Linked DNA regions of Sus scrofa: all the other regions are linked to region 1. The links are chromatin contacts, called in public promoter capture Hi-C maps. All regions are on one chromosome and are shown on one strand. The core of a region is the stretch at or near the end of the contact, and the rest is flanking DNA. Distances in the headings are between cores, read along the strand shown.

Region 1 (2,731 bases), core at 217-2,716:
AATAGCTTTGAAAGCACCAGTATAATGTAAAAACAGGTAAACTTCCAGGATAGAATCTCACATTATATTAACTAAAAAACTAATAGTTGCTATACAGAAAAGAGCTAGAGAAAGAGCCAACTAGGAGAAAATAGTATTTCATCCTGTGAAGAAAAATTAAGGAAATATGGAAGGAGTGATGTATTAAATTTTTTACTATGTGATACCAATAGTAAGTAGTGAATAGGCCTATTAAGGGCAATATGAAAGAACTTCTAAAATTGGTTTCTTTTTTTAACTTCAAAATAAAGAAAGTCCCTGACTCAAAGACAGTAGTTGATAAAGGTCAACTCTTTTAATCAATTCAAAGATCATAGGGTAGGCATAAAGTCTCCCAGACCTGGTCCATCACCAAGGGACAAAAGATTCAGTTTCTTCAGATGTCTTGGGGGGGGGGGGAATGACTTGGCACTGCATCATCACACACTTAAAATCCAATAGGGTTCCTTCCAAGCCAATGGAGCACTTTGCATCAAAACATACCTTGGTGTGGTACGGACGGAAAAATCATTATCTGCCTTTCATTTCCTGAACGCCTTATAAACACGTACAATAAAACACTCCTGATTCCCATCATAGGTCATGGAAAAAACCCAACTTGCCGTTTCCACCCTCTCCCCTTTAATAGGTGCTTGCATCTCAGCACCGGGCCTTGGAGTTCTCGACGGAAATCATTGTCCAGAAGGAAGTTTACTGGGCGAGAAAAGCAACGTGGGTTACAAAGTCTGTCACCGAAATAGAAATTAGTATTAAAAACACCGATCCTACCCTCCCTCCACCTACTCACAAAAAAACAAAAACAAAATCAAAAACAACACTCTCCCCGCAAACTTGCCCCACCATTATGAAGATCCTGCAAACGCTGATCAAATATGCTTCCCAATCATCTTCAGGCAAGAGAGCACCTGGGGCTAGTTTTCCGCCCCCTCATCCCAAACCCGTCCCGGGCCCGGCCCCCAGACTGACAGAAGGGGTTCGCTCGACGTTGGCCTGGAAGGGAAAGGGGGTCTTATCAACGAACCCCGCTCCTGCTGGGGGAAGAAGTAATGTAGGGCCAGAGGTAACACGGCTTAGGTTGCGGGCAAGGCTTCGGAACTGACGAGAAGACAGGCAGAAGCCGGCGAGAGGGGAGGCGGGAGAAGCAGCCGGGCCTAGGCCGCACCAGGCCGCGAAGTGGCCATACGCTGCTTCCAGACCAAGGCTGCGAGCCAAGCCTCAGCGAAGGGGGTTACCATTACCTGGACGGGTTCCTGCAGCACCGTCATCCTTGAGGCTCAGGCCCACTTTCTGCAGTGCCTCAGGCCCCCCCCCGTAGCGGCTCCGGCCCGGCCAGCCCCGGCTCATTTAAACTCACCAGCGACCGTTACCGGGGGATGGGGGAGGCCGAGCGATTGCCGAGTACTTCCGAAAGGGACACGGAAAAACCCGAAGTGGAGAGACCGGGGCGGGAGCCAGACGGAAATGACCGAAGGAAACCGGAAATACCCGAGGTGTATCGACGGAGGAGGAGACCGTTGCCGGAAATTGTCGAGGATTACCGGAGATTACCGAGTGTAACCCAGTGCGTAGGTTCCACTTCTACGCCATGCCTTCACTCACGCACGCCACGCCCCCCATGGGCCACCCTAGGGCACGCCCAATCCGCAACCAGTAGGCTGGGCATGGCTGCAGGAGTCAGCTGGGATCGTTACGTGACCCGGTGGCCGCCTTGCTTCTCCGCTCAACCTTGCTGGATTAATTGGTGCGCTGCAGATTAAGCAAAGGGTTAAACCCAAGAGTTTGGGGTTGACTTTAGTTAAACAAGAATTATCTGTATTTTGAGTTTAGGTCATTCATTCATTCCAGAACTATCTATTCAAGGCTCAAAAGGAAAATAGGAAATTGGAAGGATTGCCACCCCCGAAGATTTTGTAGGACCCCGGTCCTCAAAGAGATTATTGTCTATTTAACGGAAAACTAATGTAACAAAGAATAGTACATTATATGGTGATGTGAGCATTCAGAAGAGAGGAAAGGGAAATTAATTAGGATTGAGATGAGGAAGTTTCAGACTGGTTTCGAAGGATGGGTAGAATTAGAAGAAAGGAGAAAATAGAAGGAAGTAGAATGAGATCTGGTACGTTAACTGGAAATGATTATTTAGGTGGCCAGATCATGGAAAAATCTCAGGAGGGAAGAGTTTTTTATTCTTGATAGAGGCATTGTGGTGTATTGGGAAATTCAGAGGCTTAGTTTTGAATTTTATCTCTGGCACTAAATTGTATTAGGTCCTTAAGCAAGTCACAACCTCCCTGAACTTCTGTTGCCTTAGTCTGAAAAAAAAAAGCAATTAAGAGAACTAAATGCATTAAAGTATGTGACTGTGTCTAACAAACTCTAAGAGGTTCTCAAATTTACTTCCTGCTCCCTTTCCCCCCAGAATGTGTGAACAGGGAACTATCAAAACTTTATTTTTTGGTAGATAAGAAAAAGTCTTTGCAATATTTTTAAATTCAAGTATAGTTGATTTACAATATTATGTTTCAGGTGAACAGCAAAGTGATGCAGATATATTTACAGATTGTTTGCCATTATAGTTTATTACAAAATATCAAATATAGTTCCCTGTGCTATACAGTAAATCCTTGTTGCTTATCTATTTTGTGTAGAGTAGTTTGTAGCTATTAATCCCATACTCCTAATTTCTCCCTCT
Region 2 (2,833 bases), core at 238-2,737, 560 kb after region 1:
AAGACACTGTGAGGGGCAGGCCTGTTTTCTCCAACCTAGCACTTCCCCTTAGAGCCCCTTAGTACCCAGGAGGGCCTTGTTTTTAATCAGAGGTTGAAATGGAACCTCCCCCAGGGCGTACGGAGAGAGTCCCTTTGGGGCAGCGCCCCCCCTTCCGCAGGGCCGCATCCTGGTGGGGGTGGGGGCTCAGCCTTGATCCCAGGGCACCTCTAGTCCCTGGAGACGTCCAGCCAACCAGGTACGTGGAGGGGAAACGCTGTCCGCTGTCGATGGCGGCATATGTGGGTTTGGGGAGCAGGACTGTGGGGTTGGAGAGCGGCGGGGCGTGGGAGCTAGGCAACACCGGTGGGCACAGCCAACTCACTAACTGGGCGTCTCCGGGGAAGTTCGGGCGGGGTTTGCTGGCTCATGGGCTTTCTTCCTCTAAAATCCATCCTGGGCAGAGCAACCCCGCTTCTCACCCAAACTCGTGGAGACCAGGGATTAGGCGGACGCCGGGCTCTGGGAGGCGGGTCGGGGAAGCAACCAGCTCAGGCGGCGAGGGCCCTCCCACGCCGGTCCGCGACCCAGGGTGCCGGCCCACCCGCCTCGACTGGGGCCAGTTCCGCGGGGCGGGGGCCGACCTTACGAAAACGGCGGCGGGGGCTCTGGGACTCCGGCCCGGGCCGGTCCGACTCCCCTCGCGTCGCAGCCACTCTGGCTGGAGCGCTTGCCTGCCCGCCCTCAGCCGCCCGGCGAGGCAGCGGCCTCCTCTGCCGGCGCGGGGTCCCCTGGTTAACCCCTGCCCGCCAACCCGGCCGCTGATTGGAGGAGGCGGGGCGCCGGGGCAGCGGGGACCCCCCCCACCTTCCTCTTCCCCTCCCCCTCCTCCCCCACTGTCGGCGCTTCCCCCACCCCCCCAGGACCCCCCCGCCTCCCAGCCGTGCAAATCTCGCGAGGAAACACGCGGTTTCACTAGTGTGTTTACACCGATCACTACTAATCCGGACCGAACCGATCCGGATTAAGGGGCCGGAGGCGGGTCTTGGGCACCAGCGGTTCCGACCCCCCCGCCCTCCACGCCGCACCCGAGTGGCCCCTAGTCGAGCGGGCCCCCACCTCCCGACCGGGCCTGGGCTCTTCTGCGCCTCCCTTGGCCTTTGTCCGGCGCCAGGAGGCCGGTCCCGCGCCCCCCGCGGCCTCCCGGGCCCGGGCCCGCGTCGGGCGCCTGGCTCTGTACGCGAGCCCGGGGATCTGCGGCCTCCGAGGCCCCCCTCCCCCGCCCGCCCTCTCGTGGAGCCCGGCGCCGGCGGCGGCTGCCCGGGCGGGGGGTTGCGGCGCTCAGGAGAGGCCCCGGCTCCGCCCCGGGCCTGCCCAGGGGGAGTGCAGAGCGGTCCGCAGCCGGGTCGGGTCGGGGCCCCTCCCGGGAGGAGCGTGGAGCGGCGGCGGCGGCGGCGGCAGGTGAGAGGCTGAGCCCCGGGCGGGGGAGGGCGCCAGGCCTGAGGCATTAACCGTCCGGGCGACCCCCTCGGCTGAGGAGGTTGCGGCCCAGGCCCACCCGAGGGCCGGCGCCGGGCCGCAGCTTCTCGGCGCGGAGGCGGGAGGGGCTTCCCGAGGGCTGCGGGTCGCCGAGGGGCCGGGCCGAAGATGGGGGAGGCCCAAGCGGCCCCGGCCTGGGAGTGGGGCCGGCGGCCGGCGGGAAGAGGGGGGCGCCCCGGCAGCTGGAGGCCCCGGCAGCCTCCCGGGCGCCCCCGAGAGCTGGCCCGCCCTCCCTCCGTGACAGGTGGGCCTGGAGTTGGGGAAAGTTTGGAACCGGCGGGAGGCGAGGGGCGCCGGGACCAGGCCCCATCGGCCCTGCTTCTCGGCTGTGGGCTGCAGGGAGGATTCCAGTCCAAGGCCCCGCTGGAATGAGACAGTGTGGATCTTTCCTTAACATGAGTTGACATTAAATGGAATAACCGCTGGGGCGTCATTTTCCGGGCCAGGCCTGGGGATGGAGGTTTAGGAAATGTGCCGAGAGACCCTGGGGCTTGAGGGAGGCTTCAACCTCTGCCATTCCGGCCTCGATTAGGGCAGGGCGAGACTCGGAAGGCCACTTAGGGGAAACACTTTGAATCTCCTTTTTTTCTTTCCTTTTTCTTTTTGTTTTTCTTTTTAAAGATGCCTTTTTACCCTTCCGAAAATTTCCTTATTCTCTCTCTAATCTGCACTTGTTTGTGTGGGTGAAACTTTAATTTGCTACCCTTTTCATTCCCCTTTGCCCCAGGCTCTCAATCCAGGAAGGGAAATGAAACTGGAGGACTTTGTAGGGGTTGTTACTGGAAATTGTGGAGTTGTTAGATTGCAGAGGAGAATGTTGAATTCATGTTTTCAGGGAACTTTTCTATCATGCCAGTCATTCCAGTAGCTAATGATATGTTCGGAGGGGTTCTATGTAATGGTATATGCTCCTTTTCCACTTTTAACATTAGAAAGGTTTCCAATGGGTTCCGCAGGAGTTGATCTCTTGCAAACGATGGAGGTATTTGCTGAGAGTTAGCCTGTGCATTAATTGGTCATGGAAGGAGTTTAAAAATGGTGTCCTTCTGCCCCTCCCTGCTTGGAAGGAGTGCTAAAAGCAGATGTCTAGAGAAACCTACTGCTCCAGGGAGTGGCACATTTTGTAAAGGGATGGTTATGAAGCTACACTAATTTCCTGAGTGAATGCAGGTTATGGTTTTACCATGGGATCTCTATTAAATTTGGAATAATTAATTCCCTTTTTCATGAGCAACTGTGGGCTCCTCAGAGGAAGGAGGTATATAAAAGCGTTATTTGAAGTTATTTGTAGCTTCTGATTCATGCTGTATTATTT
Region 3 (2,700 bases), core at 71-2,570, 640 kb before region 1:
TTAAGAGGAAAAGAAGACTGTATGTATTCATAATCTGAACTATGTAAAAATTTCATGGAAAAATGACTGGAAAGAAATAAACCAAAATGGTAACAGTGACTGCCTCTGGATAATAGGATGATGGGTGTTTTTTTTTTTTTTTTTTTTTTCTCTTTTTTGTCTCTCTCTCTGGTGGGGAGTGTCTTTTTTTTTTTATTATACTTTAAAAAATTACTATAATTTTGTTATAGTTAGGAAAAATTATAATTTTAAAAGAATCATGTAGAAAAACCTCTCATACTTTCTTGTATTTACTGTCATATATATATATACACATACATATATATATATATACACACATACATACACATATACAGTCATCACGATCAAGAAAGTATTTGGTTAAAAAGATTAAGGCGTCAGACCTGAACTTAAAACTCTGACCTACTATTTCATTTTCCTCTTTGTAAAATGGGAATAATAGTAGATTCCAGTTCACGGAGCGTTATATCATGCAGGTCAAGTTCTCGACATATTTCCTGGCACATATTAACAGATGTTAGTTTTTCCTAAAATGCACAGTTATATGCCATTTACGGGCGTTTGTAAACTTTTCAGTGAACCAAGTTGGCATTAGGTGTTGAATTAATGAGAACACTTCTCAAGACCGTGGTCCTGAGCATCTGAACGAAGGTGCAGGTTGCTAGCATTTTTCCCAACTGTTGAAAATCTGTTCAAAAACAGGGCGGCTGTCTAGCTTCACACTAAATAGGAAACCTTCCTTATGTCTAACTCTGGTGTCGGCGTCTTGGTGTTTCCCACACAGACCAACGCCCCAAACTAGTTTCTACTTTTAGCTCAACCAAGGCAAATTTCCTTAAATAACGCCCAGAACTTGGCCACGCCCACATGCCCGCACCCAGTTGGTCCTAATACTCCCTGGGTTCGTTCAATCCGTGGAAATTTTCCTAGTTGATTGGCAGAGCAAATCGGAGTTTTTTTTTTTTTTTACTTTTTTGATTGGTCACGAGCAGCACTGGGACGGGGCACATGGGCGTGTCTCGCCGGGACGCGGTGCGTTGTCATTGGAGAATGAAGCCGGTATTTCCAAAGCTTCGTGCCGTCGCCTAGGTCCCCAGGGGCGGGTGTCCGCCCTCCTAGGCTTTTATTCTCCTTGGCATTGGTCAGACTTGTCGTCACTCACGGAACTTCGAGCTCATTGGTAGAAATAAACTCCAAGAGTCAGGGAGTGATTGGTTGGTTACTGTTCCCGCCCCGAGCCTGTCGCCATTTTGCGGAGGGGATCCGAATTCTTAAAGGCAGCGGTATTGGTACCAGTGCTTAGTTCGGCGGCAGGTGAGTCACAGGCGAGGGAGAGATGGCTGAAGGCCTGGCTGGATTTCCGCACCTTTAGAGGTCGGGAAACTAGACAGCAGCAGGTGGCCTTCACAAAGCGTTTGGGTTCCCTGTCCCTTTTCCGCCCTATGAGAAGAATGGCCAGGCTGCGGGGATCGAGAGACTTGGCTCTCATCCTCTGCTGGGCTCTCTGCTCTCCCGAGGGCCCGCAGTTCGAGAGGAAGAGGCCTGGAGGCCAGGCAGAGGGGACACTCGGAGGCCTTCCCCGGGGACCTGGCGCGTCTGCTCGCCCGCTGCGCACGCCCACTTGGCCACTTGCTCCGGTTCTTGTCCTGGACATCTTCCCGCAATTCTCCCTGATGGACAGTTGGTGCTCGTGGGAGGGGAGGGTGAGCGTGCCAAAGAGGCGCCAGGGTCGGCAGCGTCTTCCAGAGGGTCTGCAGCAGCTCAGCAGATGAGTAGGAAAAAAGAGAGGCCGGAGGGAGAACATGGGATGTGTATACTGTGTGCGGTTGGGAGGAGGAATCGAGTATTTGCTTCATAGGACATGCAAGTGGGAAGTAACCTTCCTTCTCCCAGCATGTTCCTCACTGTTTTTCTCATTTATGAGATTTGTCCTTTTTCGGAAACAAAGACAAAGACTCTTTAGTTTGTCGCCCAACAAGCTTTTTGAGTACTGCAGTGCGTTGTATTTCTATATACTTACTCTGTGCGGCTCTTGTAAGAATGATTAAAACATTGAGCATCATTCTTTGGTTAGAGTAGTTTGCCTATACCTAATTTATGTGCAGGATAAATGCTCTGCTCCTTTTCTCAGGTCGTAGAATAAAACGATGTGTGCTTGGACATCATCCATGAAGTTAAGCTACTGTAGGACAAGGTTCAGTTTTAGAGGTGGGGCCTCGAATTTGGTGACCTCCCCTCTGAGGTCCCTAGGGTTCTGATGAATGGGAGATGGACTGTTCTTGTTCCATCTTATCCCTGCTCTGCCCAGGAGTAAAGTTTTCCTTTGGTTTGCAGTTGAAAGGGAAACAAGGGTTGTATTCAGTACTGCTTCTAAGTCTTTAATTGGAATGTCAAGCTCACACTTCAAATAGGCTGATTCGTTAAAATTAAAGATGTAGAGTAAATTTCGGCAAAGCCAATCTGTCTTTGCTATTAGCTTCTTTTATATAATCTTTCATGCACTCGACTGAAAAATAAAATACTGAACATTTATGCAGTTAGATGTCAGTACACCTTTTGGGGAGTAATGACTGGGAAGGGGCACGAGGAAATCTGGGTACAACAAATCATTTTTTGATTTGGTTTATGACATTTCATTGAAGTAAATGTTATCATGTATGTTTATATCTATATGTAAAT

What was found. Promoter capture Hi-C pulls out the DNA fragments that hold promoters and counts their contacts.
Region 2: a contact with region 1 is called in a promoter capture Hi-C map of fetal liver, with 3 times the contacts expected there. The contact joins the promoter of LOC110256160 here to the promoter of CDC27 in region 1. A contact is called at or near these places in 2 of 5 promoter capture datasets (fetal liver and liver), 2 of 47 Hi-C or Micro-C datasets (heart right ventricle and liver) and 1 of 2 datasets of contacts at active chromatin or transcription factors (alveolar macrophages).
Region 3: a contact with region 1 is called in a promoter capture Hi-C map of fetal liver, with 2.2 times the contacts expected there. The contact joins the promoter of ARF2 here to the promoter of CDC27 in region 1. A contact is called at or near these places in 2 of 5 promoter capture datasets (fetal liver and liver) and 2 of 47 Hi-C or Micro-C datasets (embryonic fibroblasts and heart right ventricle).

Annotation. Positions count from the first base shown.
Region 1 is chr12:16,809,603-16,812,333 of Sscrofa11.1, reverse strand. It overlaps CDC27 (cell division cycle protein 27 homolog), which reads right to left and starts at 1,466. Exons shown (of 19, transcript XM_003131307.5): 1 at 1,278-1,466. The coding sequence starts at 1,304.
Region 2 is chr12:16,253,673-16,256,505 of Sscrofa11.1, reverse strand. It overlaps LOC110256160, which reads right to left and starts at 1,487. Exons shown (of 1, transcript XM_021068078.1): 1 at 1-1,487. The coding sequence starts at 1,487. The coding sequence ends at 531. TLK2 (serine/threonine-protein kinase tousled-like 2) reads left to right here. Exons shown (of 20, transcript XM_021068152.1): 1 at 1-238.
Region 3 is chr12:17,446,568-17,449,267 of Sscrofa11.1, reverse strand. ARF2 (ADP-ribosylation factor 2) reads left to right here and starts at 1,320. Exons shown (of 5, transcript NM_001145220.1): 1 at 1,320-1,335. The region is part of intron 1 of LOC102165973 (a long non-coding RNA gene); the gene reads right to left.